Linked DNA regions of Pan troglodytes: region 1 is linked to region 2. Evidence: chromatin contacts called from public HiChIP or PLAC-seq data. All regions are on one chromosome and are shown on one strand. Each heading gives the region's core, a stretch centred on a gene start, on an enhancer-like site or on the middle of the called end of the contact. The rest is flanking DNA. Distances are from core to core; before and after follow the strand shown.

What was found. HiChIP or PLAC-seq counts read pairs in DNA pulled down with a chosen protein or histone mark.
Region 1: an H3K4me3 HiChIP or PLAC-seq map of stem cell-derived excitatory neurons shows a contact between it and region 2, with 4 times the contacts expected there. The contact joins the promoter of RIMS2 here to the promoter of DCAF13 in region 2. A contact is called at or near these places in 1 of 7 Hi-C or Micro-C datasets (stem cell-derived neural progenitor cells) and 1 of 1 datasets of contacts at active chromatin or transcription factors (stem cell-derived excitatory neurons).

Annotation. Positions count from the first base shown.
Region 1 is chr7:113,754,495-113,757,610 of NHGRI_mPanTro3-v2.0_pri, forward strand. RIMS2 (regulating synaptic membrane exocytosis 2) reads left to right here and starts at 1,776. Exons shown (of 34, transcript XM_063816527.1): 1 at 1,776-2,859.
Region 2 is chr7:113,668,525-113,672,046 of NHGRI_mPanTro3-v2.0_pri, forward strand. It overlaps DCAF13 (DDB1 and CUL4 associated factor 13), which reads left to right and starts at 2,213. Exons shown (of 11, transcript XM_016960268.4): 1 at 2,213-2,901. The coding sequence starts at 2,376. It overlaps SLC25A32 (solute carrier family 25 member 32), which reads right to left and starts at 2,597. Exons shown (of 7, transcript XM_001156320.6): 1 at 2,163-2,597. The coding sequence starts at 2,322.

The DNA.
Region 1 (3,116 bases), core at 526-3,025, 86 kb after region 2:
TTCTGTTTCCCATAGGATGATGAGGTTGGATTAGAAATTCATAAAAATTGTTGAACTCTACAACAAAATGAAATAAACTGGGATTCATATAATTTCATCTGGTTTGCTCAGCTCCAAAGAGATGAAAATTGAATTATCTGGAGTATGAGAGTGTTGTTTGAAACAAGTTAGTAATAATTTAAAAAACAGCTCTTAAGTAAACTTTTCCCTCTTCCCAATTACAAGGCATGGGAGAAAAGAAAAATAGACATTTAAGCTTAGAAATCACAGGAGACTTCCAGGGCTGCTTTGCCTGTCCCCAGCTCTCTTAAATGGGGAGCTAGTCAGACGGTACCTGGGGAACAGAGGGAGGAGGGAGAGCGCTTACTACACACCAAGAAGGTAAATATAATATAAACCCCAAAGGCTTACGTTACTTATCAGACCACAATATGGCCTGGTACTAAGCAGCGCGCGTGTGGAAGGCTGGGTGGGGTGCGCACACACGCTCACTTGTGTACGTACACACACACACAGGCACACACACCCCAGCTCAGTCACCCACATTGCTTGCCCAGGGCGCCTGGAAGAGGTGGCGAGCCCGCCCAGCTCTGTTCACCCGGCCCCGCCCCGCCCCCTCCGGGAGGGCTCTCCGGGCGGCGCCCAGCCCCGAGCAGAGCAAAGGACGGCGGCGGCCACCTCCGTTCTCTCCGGCCGCTGGTTTCTCGTCTTTCCTCGTCCTTTCATTGAACCCATCTCCGTGCTTCGAAAATCTGACTCTAACCCGATCTCTTCGCGTCTCCGCCTCTTCTTTCTAGAGTGAGCGCCAAAAAGGGCCTGACAGACAGAAGCCTTTGGCCCCAGCACCGGCCCAGCCCGTCTCTAGACGATTCTTGCTCCTTTCACCCTCACAGCCTCCAGTGGTCGCGTCATCTTCGCACCCTCCCGGCCAACCCTAACTCTCCTCGTCTCTCCTCGCGCTGTCCCGCGTCCTCCCCTCAGGATCCTTCCGCACATTCTCAGCGTCCAGCGCGGTTTCCCACAACTTCCTCACGCCCCGCTCCCCTCGCCCTGTCCCCGCCTCGACACCACCTGCGTTCCCCACTCGCTCCAACCTCCCTCCCCCGCTATCCCCCCTTGCGGACCTCCAGCTCTCTGCCCCTTTCCTGGCCCCCATCCCTGACACCCCAGGGACCCTTCCTCCCTCCTCACGTTCTCCCTCCTTCCAGGATCCCGCCCCGACACCGGGGCCCTCCCGCTACGCGCGCTCTTTCTCCTCAGGTCCTGACACCTGGGCGCCCCCTCCCTGTCACCTGCCTTCAGCTCCAGCCCTGACTCTCGGGCGCCTTGCCACCCTTACGCTCCCCGCCCCGCCCCGGTCCCTCGGGCGCCCCCACTCGCCGCCTCTACCTCCCTACCTGCCACACCTGGCACCCCTGCCCCCACCCCTGCTCATACTCTTCCCCCGCCCCCGACACCTCGGGCGCCCCCCCACACGCTCCTATTCTCCACACTTCCGTCCCCGAAAACTCGGGCGCCCCCTCCCTTCACGCTCAGTCTCCCCTCCCTCCCCGCCCGGCCCCGGACCCAGCCTGGAGATCGCGCTCGGGAGGGGCGGCTGCCGCCCGCGGGGCGCCCGCGGTGCCCGGGCCTGGGCAGCGAGGAGGTGACGCCGCCCCCGCGGGAAGAGCCCGGGAGGCGGAGGGGCGGAGGAGGTGCTGGCGGCGGCACTGAGCGGCGGCGGCGGCGGCGGCGCAGGGCGCGCGGGCCTTCCGCGCCGACTCCATCGACCCAAGGGGCGGCGGCGGCGGCGGCTGAGCGACCCTGGGCCGGGCGCGTGATGAGGAGGGGCCGGCGCCAGACCCCGCTGCACGTCGGAGCTCGCCTGGATCCGGGCGTTGGCAGCCGAAGGGCCCTGGCCCCGGGACTCTCCGCCGCTAGCCCCCGTCATATCTTCTCCGCTTTCGCTTCTCCACTCTAGCCGGGGGTGGGGTGGGTGGGGTTGGGGTCTCCGCGGGGGTTTCCGGCCCCGCGGCCCGCTCCCGGGTGTGCCTGGAGGAGTTCTCCCTCTGTGGCGCGCGGGAGCCCTGTGACGCGTCAGCAGGCGGGACGGCTGAGTTGCTTCTCCGGGAAACCGTCCTCGCTTCCTCACGACCCTCTCCGCTCCCGCCTGGGTGCCCCTCGGGCCGGCAGTACTCCGCCTCCGGGCGCTCGAAGCGAGTTCCCGGGGGGCTGGTTCGCAGGCACCCCTTCCCCTCCGAGGCGGCGCGCGCGCTCCCGGCCCTGACCGCGGCCGGACACACTCGCGCCCCGGTCCGCCTGTCGCCCTCCCGCCTGCTCCCTCCAGTCACCCCACCCTTAGCTGTCTCCGCCACCTTACTCCACCACCCTCCCCCGCCTCTCCGCGCACTCCGCGTCCCGGCCTCCAGTTCCCCTTTCCCTTGAACCGCTCACTTCACAGCCCTTCGCCCCCGGGAAGAAGAAACATTTCCCGAAGCGCACTCCTCAGCCCTCCTTCCCCACGCGCTCGCCCTCCCCTCCCCCTGCTCTTTCTTGGGGGAGGGGGCTGTCGCCTTGGATTGAAGGCCATTGATTTGTATGTATTTGTCCCAGCGCTGGAGGCTGCCCCAGCCGCCGCGCCGGTGCCGCCGCTGCCAGTGGAGTTGCCTCCCCGCTTCCCTAGGGTGGTTGGGCTCCACCAAACATGTCGGCTCCTGTCGGGCCCCGGGGCCGCCCGGCTCCCATCCCGGCGGCCTCTCAGCCGCCTCTGCAGCCCGAGATGCCTGACCTCAGCCACCTCACGGAGGAGGAGAGGAAAATCATCCTGGCCGTCATGGATAGGCAGAAGAAAGAAGAGGAGAAGGAGCAGTCCGTGCTCAAGTAAGGACCTGGCTCCATATTCCCGCCTCTCTCCCTGCCCTCCGCCCCCTCGGCCACTGCCCTGCGGCCGCCTGCGCGCCCCAGTTCGCCGCCCTCCCTCCCGCCGGCGGCGCCCAGGCCACGAGGGCTGCGGCCAGCGCCGGCCGCCCGGGCTGTTTTGGGGGTGTCTGAGAGCAGGGGTGTGTGTCGGGGAGGGAGGGCGCCAAGGCCGGCTGAGGTGAGGGTGGCGAGCCTTAGGGCGGTGTGATTTTCCTTGG
Region 2 (3,522 bases), core at 963-3,462:
ACCCACAATAAGGCAGCCCCCTTTCCCATATGTAAGTTCTCTAAATATCTTGAGGTTTTTTTCTCTCCCGAGCTAAACTAGTTCCTCCAGTCATTTTTCATATGAAGTAATTTCTAATCTTTCTACCACTCTGGACACCTCTGAGTTCCAATTTATACTTGAACTCACAGAATAATTCCAGGTTTGGTTTAACAGCACATGCATTCAGAATTAACCCCCACACCCTGTCATCATTAGATTTTAACTTTATTAAATGAGTTTAATTACATGGAAGCATAAAAATTATAGTATGTTATTCAGCACTGATGTTGATAATCAATAAATTTTTATTTCGTTATTCATCTTCTTAAGTTTTCCTCCTATCACCATTTCACAGCTACACTGTGAGCTTTATTATTACAAAGTCCTGCTTCCACTCCTGGATCTTTAATTTAGGCCTCCAATCCAAACTCAATCCTTTTATCTGTCACCTCAGGCCCACTAGTCTCCTAATACTCTTCCCAATTCATCAAGACTATTAATCTTCTCAGGTACCAAGAATTCCCTTTCCTCAGGAATGATATGCTTCAAAGCACTGTCTAAACTCATCAGGCCAACCACACTATTCTTCAATGATCACCTCGACTATCACCTCTTCTGCTCCTAGATAAAATGCTACTGAAGAGAGACAGCAAGTCATACAGGCCTGCACCTGCAGGCAAGTCTAAAATTCTTCTAATGTTCAAACCATTGTATAACAGGTACTTATAGAGGTAATATGGTGAGAGGTTAAGTGCCAGAGGGTTCCAGAGTTAGATTACCTGGGTTTAAATCCCAGATCCATCTTTACAAACTTGTGACTTGGGCAAGTTAGTCAACTTCTGTTATCCTCATCTGTATAGCAGATATCATAAACTCACAGGATTGTTCCCGTGAATAGATTTACAGGATAATAAATGAGATAATGCATCTAAAGCACAGTTCACTGCCTTGCTCCTAGTAAATACTCGATAAAGATTACTTGTCAATAACATAATTATTTGTGCATGCATCATAAAACCTCATGAAATTATATGTCTTTGTGGTGTTTTTTCTAGAGATAATACTCCATAATTTTCGATGATTTTCCTTCATAGAACGGCTTCTTGCTTCCTCTCCAGCTGTCAAAATATTAGCCCTTCTATGGGAAACCCCAAGCCCCAATCTTCCACTGAACCTTAAAGATACATATGGCCATCAGTAATGTAGAATTTTCTTAACGGTTTACCTGTATTTATATTTTGTTTTTGTATTTCTTGATTTTATGTTGTCTAGAATTACCTTTTATATGACTAAGTCTAACGCCTACAATTAAATTCTAAGTTCCCTGAAGGCAAGAACTTTATTAGATACTTCTGTAGCCCGTACAGCAGTCTACAAATATTAAGAGAATATAAATCAAGTGAACTGAATTGCCTAATGCTAAAATAAACAACTTCTGTAGATTTAATTCTCAAGGCTGAACTTAACTTGTAGTAACTTTATTTGGAAACTATTTTCTGCAATTTCAGTTATCAAAGATCATCTTTGAAACTCTTTCCAGACTTTAGTGTTGAGTTTAACTTCTAAAATGCTTTGTTAATTTCAACATACTCAATTCATCTAATACACTTAAAATAGTATTTCGATTCTAGCTACCTATTTTTTCACAGAAACTTGTACCATTCTACAAATGCCAAAAAACAAACATTCAAGAGAATTCTATTCTAAATCTACTCCCAACCATTCGCTGAAGATTACGCCCTATCCCAATACTAGTCGAGCTGCCAAACCACGTGGGTATGCTAAGATTTCAAAGTTCCTCCAAGAGTGAATGATTTGCACGGGTGAGGACTAAACCTTAAAATGTGACAATCCCTTCTTTATTTTACAAATCAGGCTTTGAATCCCATCTTCTCTGCCAATGAGGATGTTTTTTCTCAGACTTCTCTACATACATGCCCCCTCTCTTAGTCTTGAGGAGCGGGGAAGATCGCAGGCCGACCCCTCCACCAAGCACCATTTCCTCAAATCTAGTTCAGGTTAGCCAACGCGGACAGCACCCCCTTCAACGCTCCTCCTCCCCCTAGAACGGAAAAGACGGAGGAGATCCAGTTCGGGCTGACAGTGAGAGGATGCAGCCCGGTGTCTGGGAGGACTCTTACCGGCGAAGCGGATCTTCACGAGGTCGAGCGGATGCAGCGCAAGGTTGGATAAGACGCCGCCGCTCACGCCCGCTATCAGGTTCTCATACCGGACGTGGCGGAATACCGTGCTCCACGCCGACGACCCGGACGCCGACTGGCCCTGGCCCTGGCCCGTCATAGGCTCGGGGCCCGTCGACACCACGGCGCCCAGGGCCGCGGAGGTGGGACGCGATGCAGTGGCCGCCACCGTGGCGACGGTCGCCCCTTGTGAGCGCAACCCCACCTCCGGGACCAACGACAGGACTCTTACGCCCAAGGCGCGTGAGCGAAGCCGGAGACTCTAGTACTGAGGGGGCAAGAACGGGGCACAGCCACTACGTCACGCCGGCGGAAAGCGCGATGGAGAGGAGGTCCCAGCCTTTCCCGAGTCTCCGCCCTGCCTCGCCCACAAATGCTCCAGCCCACGGACGCGGAAGCGACTGCACCGCTAAAGAACCGCCCCTTGCTAACGTTTGCCGGCAAAACTACGGAGCGGCGCAGGATCCAGTTGAGCCAGCAGGCCGCCGCTCCGCGAGTCACGTGACTGGAAGTAGTCTGGGAAAAGCGGAAGTCGCCTGTGGGAGGAGGTGGCGGTGGGCGGAACTCGTAGCGAACAGCTCGTGGAGTCCGGCCGGAAGAGCAACCGAGATGAAGGTGAAGATGCTGAGCCGGAATCCGGACAATTATGTCCGCGAAACCAAGTTGGACTTACAGAGAGGTAAGATAAGTTGGTAGGGAGAAAGGGACGGTTTCCGCAAGTCCTTGGGTCTAGCCTCGGCTTTCGCGGAGTAAAGCCGGGGGAGGCTGGCACTCCGGTCTGGTTCTTTCTCAGTTACCTTTCGCTACGGAGTCGCTGCGGAACTGGATGGATAGCAAGTAAAGTCTGTTCAAGTCCTTTTTCTAAGAATTTCCTCTAGTGGTGAGTGGGAAATAGTTGTCTATAGTGGAGAAAAATTCCAGCTGCTGCTCTGGGATTGTCTTCAGGTTCCTATTACTGAAAAGTGGACTTGAATGAGCCAAACTCGTGGGTTGAAGGGCTGAGAGTTAAAAAGGCTTTTAAAACCTTCCTACTGCTCTTCTTGCCGCTTTACTACTTCACATTAGTTCTGGATGTTGGAAGAGACAAAGATAAATTTAAAAGCATCAGTTTTCTCTTACCATCCCTTAAGAAGTTTGATGAAAGAATGGTTAAATGAAATTAATTTATCCTTCCTGGTCTGTTCCCCCGTTAACATGCTAACCACTTATAAATTGTACTTTGTGATACCTAAATGACAAGGGACCAACCATGCGTAAGCAGATTGTTCTAAATAAAGACAATAACAGGAGCAAAGGTCTT